Regions from separate parts of the Ctenopharyngodon idella genome. Here region 2 is linked to region 1. Evidence: chromatin contacts called from public Hi-C data. All regions are on one chromosome and are shown on one strand. Each heading gives the region's core, a stretch centred on a gene start, on an enhancer-like site or on the middle of the called end of the contact. The rest is flanking DNA. Distances are from core to core; before and after follow the strand shown.

Region 1 (4,416 bases), core at 772-3,271:
ACTAATCCTATAACCCTGAGTTTGTTCAACTACCATCATGGTACAGGCCCCGGGTTAGCCATGAATCATAAGTTACTATAATGATGAACATCGCTTAAAGTTGAGCCACTTTCATAGTGCCTGAAACCCAGGCTTGCCACAAACTAAACTGAAACATACCTGGCTATCCACCTAAACTGTCTTCATGGTATAGGCCCCAGTTCTGGTTTGCGATCTCTTACCCAGAAACCCAGATCTCTAACCCTGAATAAAACCTGCTCCAGAGAAGGTTAGCCAGAAATCACGGCGAAGAATACTTCTTGAACCCAAAAAAACAGAGTTTGCTCAAACTAAACTCACACTTACCTGGGTAGCCACAGAAACCAGCTTTGTGAAATAGGACACAGGAGTTTGAAACTACATTCAATTACCAGACCAAATCTTCAACTACCAAGTCACACCTCCCCAACCCTGTGAAGTTGTTTGTGAAGAGGACTGATGCACCTACGGTTTTCCAAAGTAAATAGATTTTAAAATCACTCACCTGGTAGAAGTTTTGCTTCTAGTTTCTTGATGGGCAGTTGAGGACTTTTATTTGAATCCGTCTGTGAAACATTAAGAACACTTAAAATCACCTAACCATTTTCAAGTATACAAGACAAAGTGTTGACTAGGTCTTCTTTACTCTTACATTTTTCTCTTGACCATAGATGAAATATCAACACTTTTAAGGAGTTGTCATTTCATCTCAATATCAACATTTGTAACATCTTGTCAATCAAATTGATTAACTGATTAATTTTGTGTCTCTGGAAAAGAGTGATTTGTGACATTGCATTATGTTGAATATAAAAGGTTTTGTGTCTATTTGTTAATGGGGAATTTGTGGACAGATTAATGTTTTTAGATCTGTGGAGTAAAAACTTTCTTTTTTTTTTTAACTGAAAAGATAAAATTATACCCTTGTGGTAAGATGTCTCCCCGTAACATGCTATTGTTATTATTATATTGTAACTAATCATATATGTAATTCATGGGGTTATTATCCAATAATTTCATGACATAGATGTACATTTCAGACACTTTGCTAATCGCTACTCGTTTGGTTTCCTTACAAACACATTGACAGATGCATCGCCCATAGCACACGCTATTTAATTTAATGTAATTAATATTTAAATATGATACAATTTAAAAGTAAATCCACATTGTTCTTAAAGGAGGCATCTTTCCCTACATGTCTGAAAACATGGTAGTGCCGTGGTCCTTTTTAGATATTAACTGAACAACAAAGTAACCACTGTGAACAGCTGACACCTAAGTTACAGAATATACCACTATCAAACCAAGTGAAGAAGACTGCACTACAGTATGAGGTTACCAGTCGTCCAGATGTCAAACACATGGGGTGACACAGTTTTCTTAACATAATAGTTCAATAAATGAGACTGATTACTCTTGTCTTTAGCTGCTAGTCGTTAGCATGCTAGTGTCTCACTCACCTGAAGTGGAGGAAGATAAGACTTAAAAGTAGGCTTCGTTTGTTTACCGGAGAACATCATTTAAACGGGACGATTTGACAAAAATGCGAACTGTAAATCCATATAAAAGCGTCTTAAAACTGTTAAAAATGTAAGCCAAATTGTTTTTGGTTACTTCAGACCTTCAAAGCCAGGGTTTCTTCAGTAGACGATGCATTTAAATGCATAATTTCCATAAATTCAAAAGTAGTTTTTAGTCTCTGGTATGTATGCATGCAGTAGTATCTCAGCTGGATCTGGTCTGTCCCGCTTAAGTCTCTTCGTTAGCGGCTGTCAAACTCAAACTTTTGCTGCTAGTTTCCCCACTCTAAACATTCACGTCATGTTCAGTCTTCTTGCTTGATTCAACAGTTTGAGTGTGTGTGAGTCCTGTGGTGCTGCTGCAGACGGGCTCAGTCCTCTAATTCAACGTTTGTCTTCAGTTCAGCCATGTTTATTAAAGGCGAAATGGGGAGGTGCAGCGTGCTTCAGCTCTGGACCACAAAAAAACAGGAGTGAGCTATGCCTATGGCGAGCCCTGTGGACCATTGGAGCGTTCTGTTTTTAAACACGAATATTCATTTTGTCCATTAAAATTAGAAAATTATTAAGTACTTCAACACATTTATTTTTGAGTCAAAATGTGAACCTTGAGCTGGAATTTAGCCTGCTAGAAATGTATATTCGAATGCAGAGAACACACTTTATAATTATTTCAAAAGCCCACTATTTAAATGAGTCGTAAGTGCGTTGCGATGTCGAAAAAAGCATGCATATTAATAGATAGTTTTCATATTATGGATATTTCAGTTCGAGTGTATTATTGGACTCTTAACGCCACCTGCTGGAATGATCGGAATCCTGCACGCACGCACAGAGTTTCTCCAAGTGGCGCTCGCTGCAGAGCCAAATAATGGTCCAGCTCCCCCTCTGGACTTCGGTTTGAGCTTGACCTAGTCCAGCTCCACCTCCCGTGGATCTAAAGGGTTTAAGGATAGAGTTACGGGTAATACATTACTGCTTTACTCAGAATACACTTACTCAAATAGAATTATTTAAAATGTTATAATCCAGTTGTAATTGGCTTGTAAAGGTAAAATTTTAATTGTAAATGGCCTGTAATGGTCGGTAAGATTTTTTTTTTTTTTTTTTTGAAATCTCATGCTCGTGACGCTGCATTTATATGATCATAAATGTGAAACGTAATATTGTGAAATATTATTACAATTTAAAGTCTCTGTTTTCTATTTTTAATATATTATACAAATTAGAGTGAATTATTTTGTTAAGCCTTTTTATTTGTTAGCCCGGATTTGACTGCCGTTCATGTGTATGATCTGTCAAGTTTCTCTCAAAATGTTGTCAAAGGTTCTTCAAAAAAGGTTCACCTTGAAATACAAGCTGTTCAAATGTGAATATGAGATCGCAAGGTTATGGCTGGGGAAAGATTTTTGTCAAATTTTAATACGAACATTTCATAGCATATGATGAATTGATATAGAATGTAATTTTATAGAAATATAATATTAATAATATTAATAATATATTTATATAAATATCAAATTTTTCCAATATATAAAAATGAAATTGGGTTTAAACTAGTAAAGCATCTTATTGTAAGCTTTTTTTCTTAATAGAATGTGACATCAACATAAATACATAAATGTAAATACATAAATAGAGATAACATATACATCATTTTATACATACATACAACAATAAAATTTGCTTCCATAATATTTCTGTATTGTATTCTACCTAATGGTTCATTGCAGTAATGTAGTACCGGTAATTTATTTTACGCAGCCACACTGCGCATATATCACACGCTTTAATACACCCGAAATCATCTGGTGGGATTCCCTTTGGAATGACGCGCTGAGCGGCGCTCCTATTGGCCAAAGGCAACGCACGAAATTCTCCATTTATGGGTTGTTTGCCACTTTGATTCCGTCAAACAGCAGCCACAAAGTTCAACTTTGTAGAGCAGACGCTCACTGCAGAACAGTCAGTGCGCTCGAGTTTACCGGTGCGGTGTACACTATTATGGAGCGACAACACTGGTCCTGAGGAGGCATTAAACAGCACGAGAGGCCAAAAGAGACTGTGACATCACACCGAGAATTTCAAGAGGTTTATTTTATTTTAATAAACAGTTACAAAACGGATTATAACAGAAGATCGGCTGCGCTGTAATATACGAATAAAAATGGTGAGTGAAAATGTATTTCTCATCACAGTCGCGTAGAAAAACACAAGGGATAACTGCTCCTGTTTTGTAAACTGTTTTCCAGCACCCTTATCGCTGCGTGGTGTTATTGTTTTCAACTTCTTTCTGTAGTCTCATACCTATGGATGTGACCATGAACTGAATCTTATAATGTAGCCTACTTATAATGTAGCCTAATTGGCATCATAAATTCTTAAAATTCGGACAAAAAGCTTTTCAGTGTGATCAAAATAAATACTTCTACTCAAAAATAAGTAATTTTACTAAACATGTTTTTTCCATTCTAGATGAATTACAGACATTTAAGTTTATCAGGGATTTGTGAATGTGCATGCACCTTATGCACATTTTAAGATGACTTTTTTATTCTATGGCCACGTTATTGTTGTTATTATTATTATTATTATGAACATATCATGAATGTAGTGACTGGTCTACTGGACAAGCACCCTCAGCTGGGTGTCATGTTTAGCTATTGTTTGTCATACATCTCTTGTTCACTTAGACAGAAACAAACGCTCTGTCCCAACCCTACTGAACAGGATGTATTGATACTGGTCCCGGTTACAACCCAGTTTCTTATCTTTTATTTCATTTTTTTTATTTATTTGTTTATTTAAGCACTGTGTTTATTGAGGCTCCGGACAGGCTTGGATCGAGATCACTATTGTGTTTCCACTTTCCCAG
Region 2 (4,435 bases), core at 186-2,685, 140 kb before region 1:
GGGATTAAGTAATCCTCCAGTGATCTGATGCTGTTAAATTTAACAGACAGGATCTGCAGATTTGCCATGTCTGGAAACACATATAAAATTACACATGAGCACTAAAGGGAACAAACAGGAATTTACATCTAATAACCATTAGCAATAATAAAGAGAGTGAAAGATCAACTATTAGTCCTCTAAATGTAGGCCTATATCTAATAAGAGCAAAGCAACAGATCAAAGGTGCAGCGGCTTCTTGTATTGAATTGTATCCGTATTGCCATGTGTTTTTTACTGTGTAAGAATACATTAAAGAGCCACTTGTGGAGAAAAAAGTAGATGTCATAAGTAGTCATTTCATTAAGTGGGAAGTTTCTAACCTGTTAGTGCAGTAGGGATGTGTGTGAAACAGTTCTTGTCCAGATTCATGAAGACCAGAGACTGTAAGTGATTAACCTCTTCCGGGAGGTCTTGAAGTTTATTATCAGCTAAGTTTAACCACTGCAAACTGCTGAGGGCTCCAAATTTTGAAGGTAGGTGTGTAATCTTATTATTATGGAGCCCAAGTTTCTGTAACTTGCTGAGATTACCAATAGATAATGGTATGGAGATGAGACCACATCCAACAGCCCAGAGCTCCCTCAGTTCTCTCAGGTCACCTATTGCTTCTGGGAGCACAGATAATGGGTTGTGGTTTACACCCAGGTAAGTCAGGTGTTTCAGTGATCCAATGTTGCTAGGAAGAACGGTCAGCTGGTTTCCATCCAGTATCAGTTCTTCAAGCTTTTCCAGGTGCAGAATCTAACAGGGGGATGCAAACACGTGATTTCTGCTTACATTAAATGATAACTTATACAATAACGCATTATTATATGATATGTGCTACGAATTAATTCACTTTGTGAGTAGCTAGCTAGTCTGAAAAACACCGTACATAGGTTTGGAGATATGGCTTACCTCGTCAGGTGGTAAAATGAGCTGATTGTTGTTCAGAAACAGTTTTTTCAAGGTAACGAGTCTCGAAATGCCAGGTGGCAAAACAACTAGACCCCGGTGACTCATGTTCAGACTCTCCTGTTGTTTATTGAGACATTCCAGAACCATATCATCTCCGTTCATTTTATTTCATTTAACAAAAACACATACAGGCGCTGTTGAATAGAGAGTTTAGGCGCATCACCATAGTAACAGACAACTTCCGGCATTTCTGGAACTGGGGCTGAATAAGACTAAATAAATGGTGAGGTTCAAGATGCCCACAGAGTTCATAAGCGCAAGTGGGGAAGAATATCTGTCCATATTTTATAGTTATTTTGTATTTATTTACTTTTTAAGAACAATATTAAAATGCAGAAACTAGTCTTTCCTCTACATGTTTTCGTGCAGACTGCGCAGCGCGCAGTTTTGATGTTCTTGAATGACCTGCTGAGAAAACAGGAAGATGTGGGATGGCCGTAAACAAGGGGCGTCAGCGCGTGTGTGAGTGAGAGCGCGCTTGATCAGTACATGAGCCAAATAAGTATATGAACTTTGAGTACACGATTTGTCTGGAGTTTATCAGTTGTTCTATACGTGTATAAGAGAATAAAATGGATAAAGACAACCTCTCCGTGGTCCTGCACTCTAAAGGAGATCTCAGACTGGTAGGACATTTCATGCATTTTGGTGCAGACCTCTGATTGCATTTGCAATTGGTAATTGCAGACTTTTCTGTATCTTTAACAGGAACAGCGTCCGATCCCGGAGCCAGGACCAAATGGTATAGATGTGTGACTAAGCAATATTTCCAAATGCTTTGCAATGATGATTAACATTTTAGTATTCATATTTATCCACTTTTCTACAGATGTTCTACTTCAGATGCACTCTGTGGGCATTTGTGGATCAGACGTGCACTATTGGCAGAACGGCCGCATAGGGGACTATGTGTTGAAACAGCCCATGATACTGGGACATGAAGCCTCTGGTCGTGTGGTGAAAGTGGGATCTGCTGTGACACACCTCAAACCAGGTTAGTTCTGGATTTGTTATAATTTAACAGTTATACTTGGATTAATTGTGTCTTTCATTTTTGTACCCAGGAGACAGAGTTGCCGTTGAGCCTGGAGTTCCTCGTGAAGTAGACGAGTTCTTTAAATCTGGACACTACAACCTTTCTCCCAGCATATTCTTCTGTGCCACTCCTCCAGATGATGGAAACCTGTGCAGATACTACAAACACAGTGCTAACTTCTGCTACAAGTCAGATCACTATTACTGGACAAATTATAAGTCCATAGTTCTTTCATTCTGTGCGTAATAATCATATGTATGGCTGTGTGCGTGCAGACTTCCCGATAATGTGACTTATGAGGAGGGAGCCCTGATTGAGCCTCTGTCAGTGGGCATTCATGCCTGCAGGAGGGCAGGAGTCACTCTCGGAAGCTCAGTGTTTGTCTGCGGTGCAGGTCAGCCATCTCTAATGATTGCACATATTTATGCAACTGTTACATATTAACTAGCCAATCAGTGTATTGACCTCTGACATCTTGGCCTCTGCCAATTTTTCTAATGTGTCAGCACTGTAAAATATATATCTAATATCACTGCAACATTTTTAGAAATGTCATCTTTATAACATGACTTTTGAAATATGTGACTGGTTATAGCAAACAAAGACTGTATATAAATATATGTTTGTTTTCTTCAACAAAGGACCAATCGGACTAGTTTCTTTGTTGGCGGCCAAAGCCATGGGTGCTTCACAAGTAATAATAAGTGGTAATGTATATGATCAGTATGTATAAAAAGTAATTATATATGTATAAATTGCACATAGAAAAAATATATTTTGAATCTGTATTTGTAGACTTGTCCTCTGATCGGCTTGCCAAGGCTAAAGAGATCGGAGCAGACTTCCTGCTTCATGTGAAGAAAGAGGATGAACCACAGGACATAGCCAAAAAAGTGGAGGGAATGCTGGGTTGCATGCCTCAAATCAGCATTGAATGCACTGGAGTGCAGAGCAGCATTCAAACAGCCATCTATGCAAGTTTGATGACAAAAATAAAGTCATACTGCTTTCACATTATTGGAAAACTCCATTTTGCCGTCATAATTGTTTGAGTGTTTAGACATGCTAAAATCATTGATCATACTTGGACCTACTTTTTGTGCTGATTATATTGTTTTTGTCTAGGCTACTCGTTCAGGAGGAGTGGTTGTGTTGGTTGGGCTTGGTACTGAGATGACCACCGTACCTCTTCTGAATGCAGCAGTCAGAGAAGTTGACATCAGAGGTGTATTCCGCTATTGTAATACGTAAGTGGGACCACAAGGGCTAGAGATTTACTTATGACTGTTTCTTTTTCTCTTTTTTGCACTTTTACTTATGATACCTCATTGTTTTTTCCAGCTGGCCGATGGCCATTGCTATGTTGGCATCTAAGAAGATAAACGTCAAGCCCCTGGTCACCCACCGTTTCCCGCTGGAGCAGGCTGTACAGGCCTTTGAGACCACCCGTCAGGGTCTGGGGGTTAAAGTCATGTTAAAATGTGACAAGAATGACCAGAACCCATGAGATCAACTACCAGGCCCACATCTGATTATTGCCTTGCTACAGTCACTTGAATACATTTGTTTAATCCAGCTGATTTTGAGAGTAACCTCACTATCTTTTCTCAGGTACAGCAGTCATAGGAATTTAGTGATTCTCTTTACAGTGGATGTAATAATTAAATTATAAATATTTTTTGTAATTTATGAATCATGAAAAGTGTTAAAATTTAATTTTATGTAACATTGTCAGAGTGCAGTTTTTAATGGCATGCTAGAATAATAGCAGGTCATTTTTACAACTTATTTACCTTGATCTTGTTAACAAAAAAATGAATCTTTACCAAACTTCAGTTGTCTGTGTAGTTATTTTAAGTACAGTTCTCATAGCCACGACAGCACAGCGCACAGTTTTAATCAACTTGAATGACCTACTGAGAAAACAAGACGATTTTGGATGGCCATTAGTGACGTTAGTGTGTGTGTGAGTGAAAGCACGCATAAGCCATTAAAGAGCCAAATAATTCGAGAGACTCCTTATTCCAGCTCCTCCTCTCTGGATGTAATTTCAGCATAATGGGTGGAGCTAGAAGGTCCAAACACAACCTAACCCTACCCATAACTCCATCCCTCCACCCATAAGATCCGCAGAGGTGGAGCTGGACTAGGTCAAACTCAACCCATGACGTCCAGAGAGAGGGAGCTGGATGTCATTTGGCTCTGCGTCACTTGAATAATTCTGTAAACTAACAGAACTTAACAGTTCTGTACATGTATATGTGAATAAAGTGGATAAAGACAACCTCTCTTTGCTTGTGCACTCTAAAGGAGATCTCAGATTGGTATGAAATTTCATGAATTTTAGTTTTGAAGATTTTGAGCTGATAAAAAGATGAAAAAAAAAAAAAGTTTGATTAT

What was found. Hi-C and Micro-C count contacts between places; a contact is called where the count stands out from the background.
Region 2: a contact with region 1 is called in a Hi-C map of muscle, with 6 times the contacts expected there. The contact joins the promoter of sord here to the promoter of mtmr10 in region 1. A contact is called at or near these places in 2 of 2 Hi-C or Micro-C datasets (both in muscle).

Annotation. Positions count from the first base shown.
Region 1 is chr7:6,642,853-6,647,268 of HZGC01, reverse strand. It overlaps mtmr10 (myotubularin related protein 10), which reads right to left and starts at 2,021. Exons shown (of 16, transcript XM_051899111.1): 1 at 1,482-2,021; 2 at 524-584. The coding sequence starts at 1,541. It overlaps myo1ea (myosin IEa), which reads left to right and starts at 3,445. Exons shown (of 29, transcript XM_051899895.1): 1 at 3,445-3,711. The coding sequence starts at 3,709.
Region 2 is chr7:6,778,587-6,783,021 of HZGC01, reverse strand. It overlaps sord (sorbitol dehydrogenase), which reads left to right and starts at 1,435. Exons shown (of 9, transcript XM_051898753.1): 1 at 1,435-1,625; 2 at 1,708-1,741; 3 at 1,829-1,993; 4 at 2,064-2,223; 5 at 2,311-2,429; 6 at 2,677-2,742; 7 at 2,831-3,009; 8 at 3,161-3,282; 9 at 3,377-3,865. The coding sequence starts at 1,572. The coding sequence ends at 3,542. LOC127515282 (a long non-coding RNA gene) reads right to left here and starts at 1,267. Exons shown (of 4, transcript XR_007930805.1): 1 at 940-1,267; 2 at 363-783; 3 at 1-70.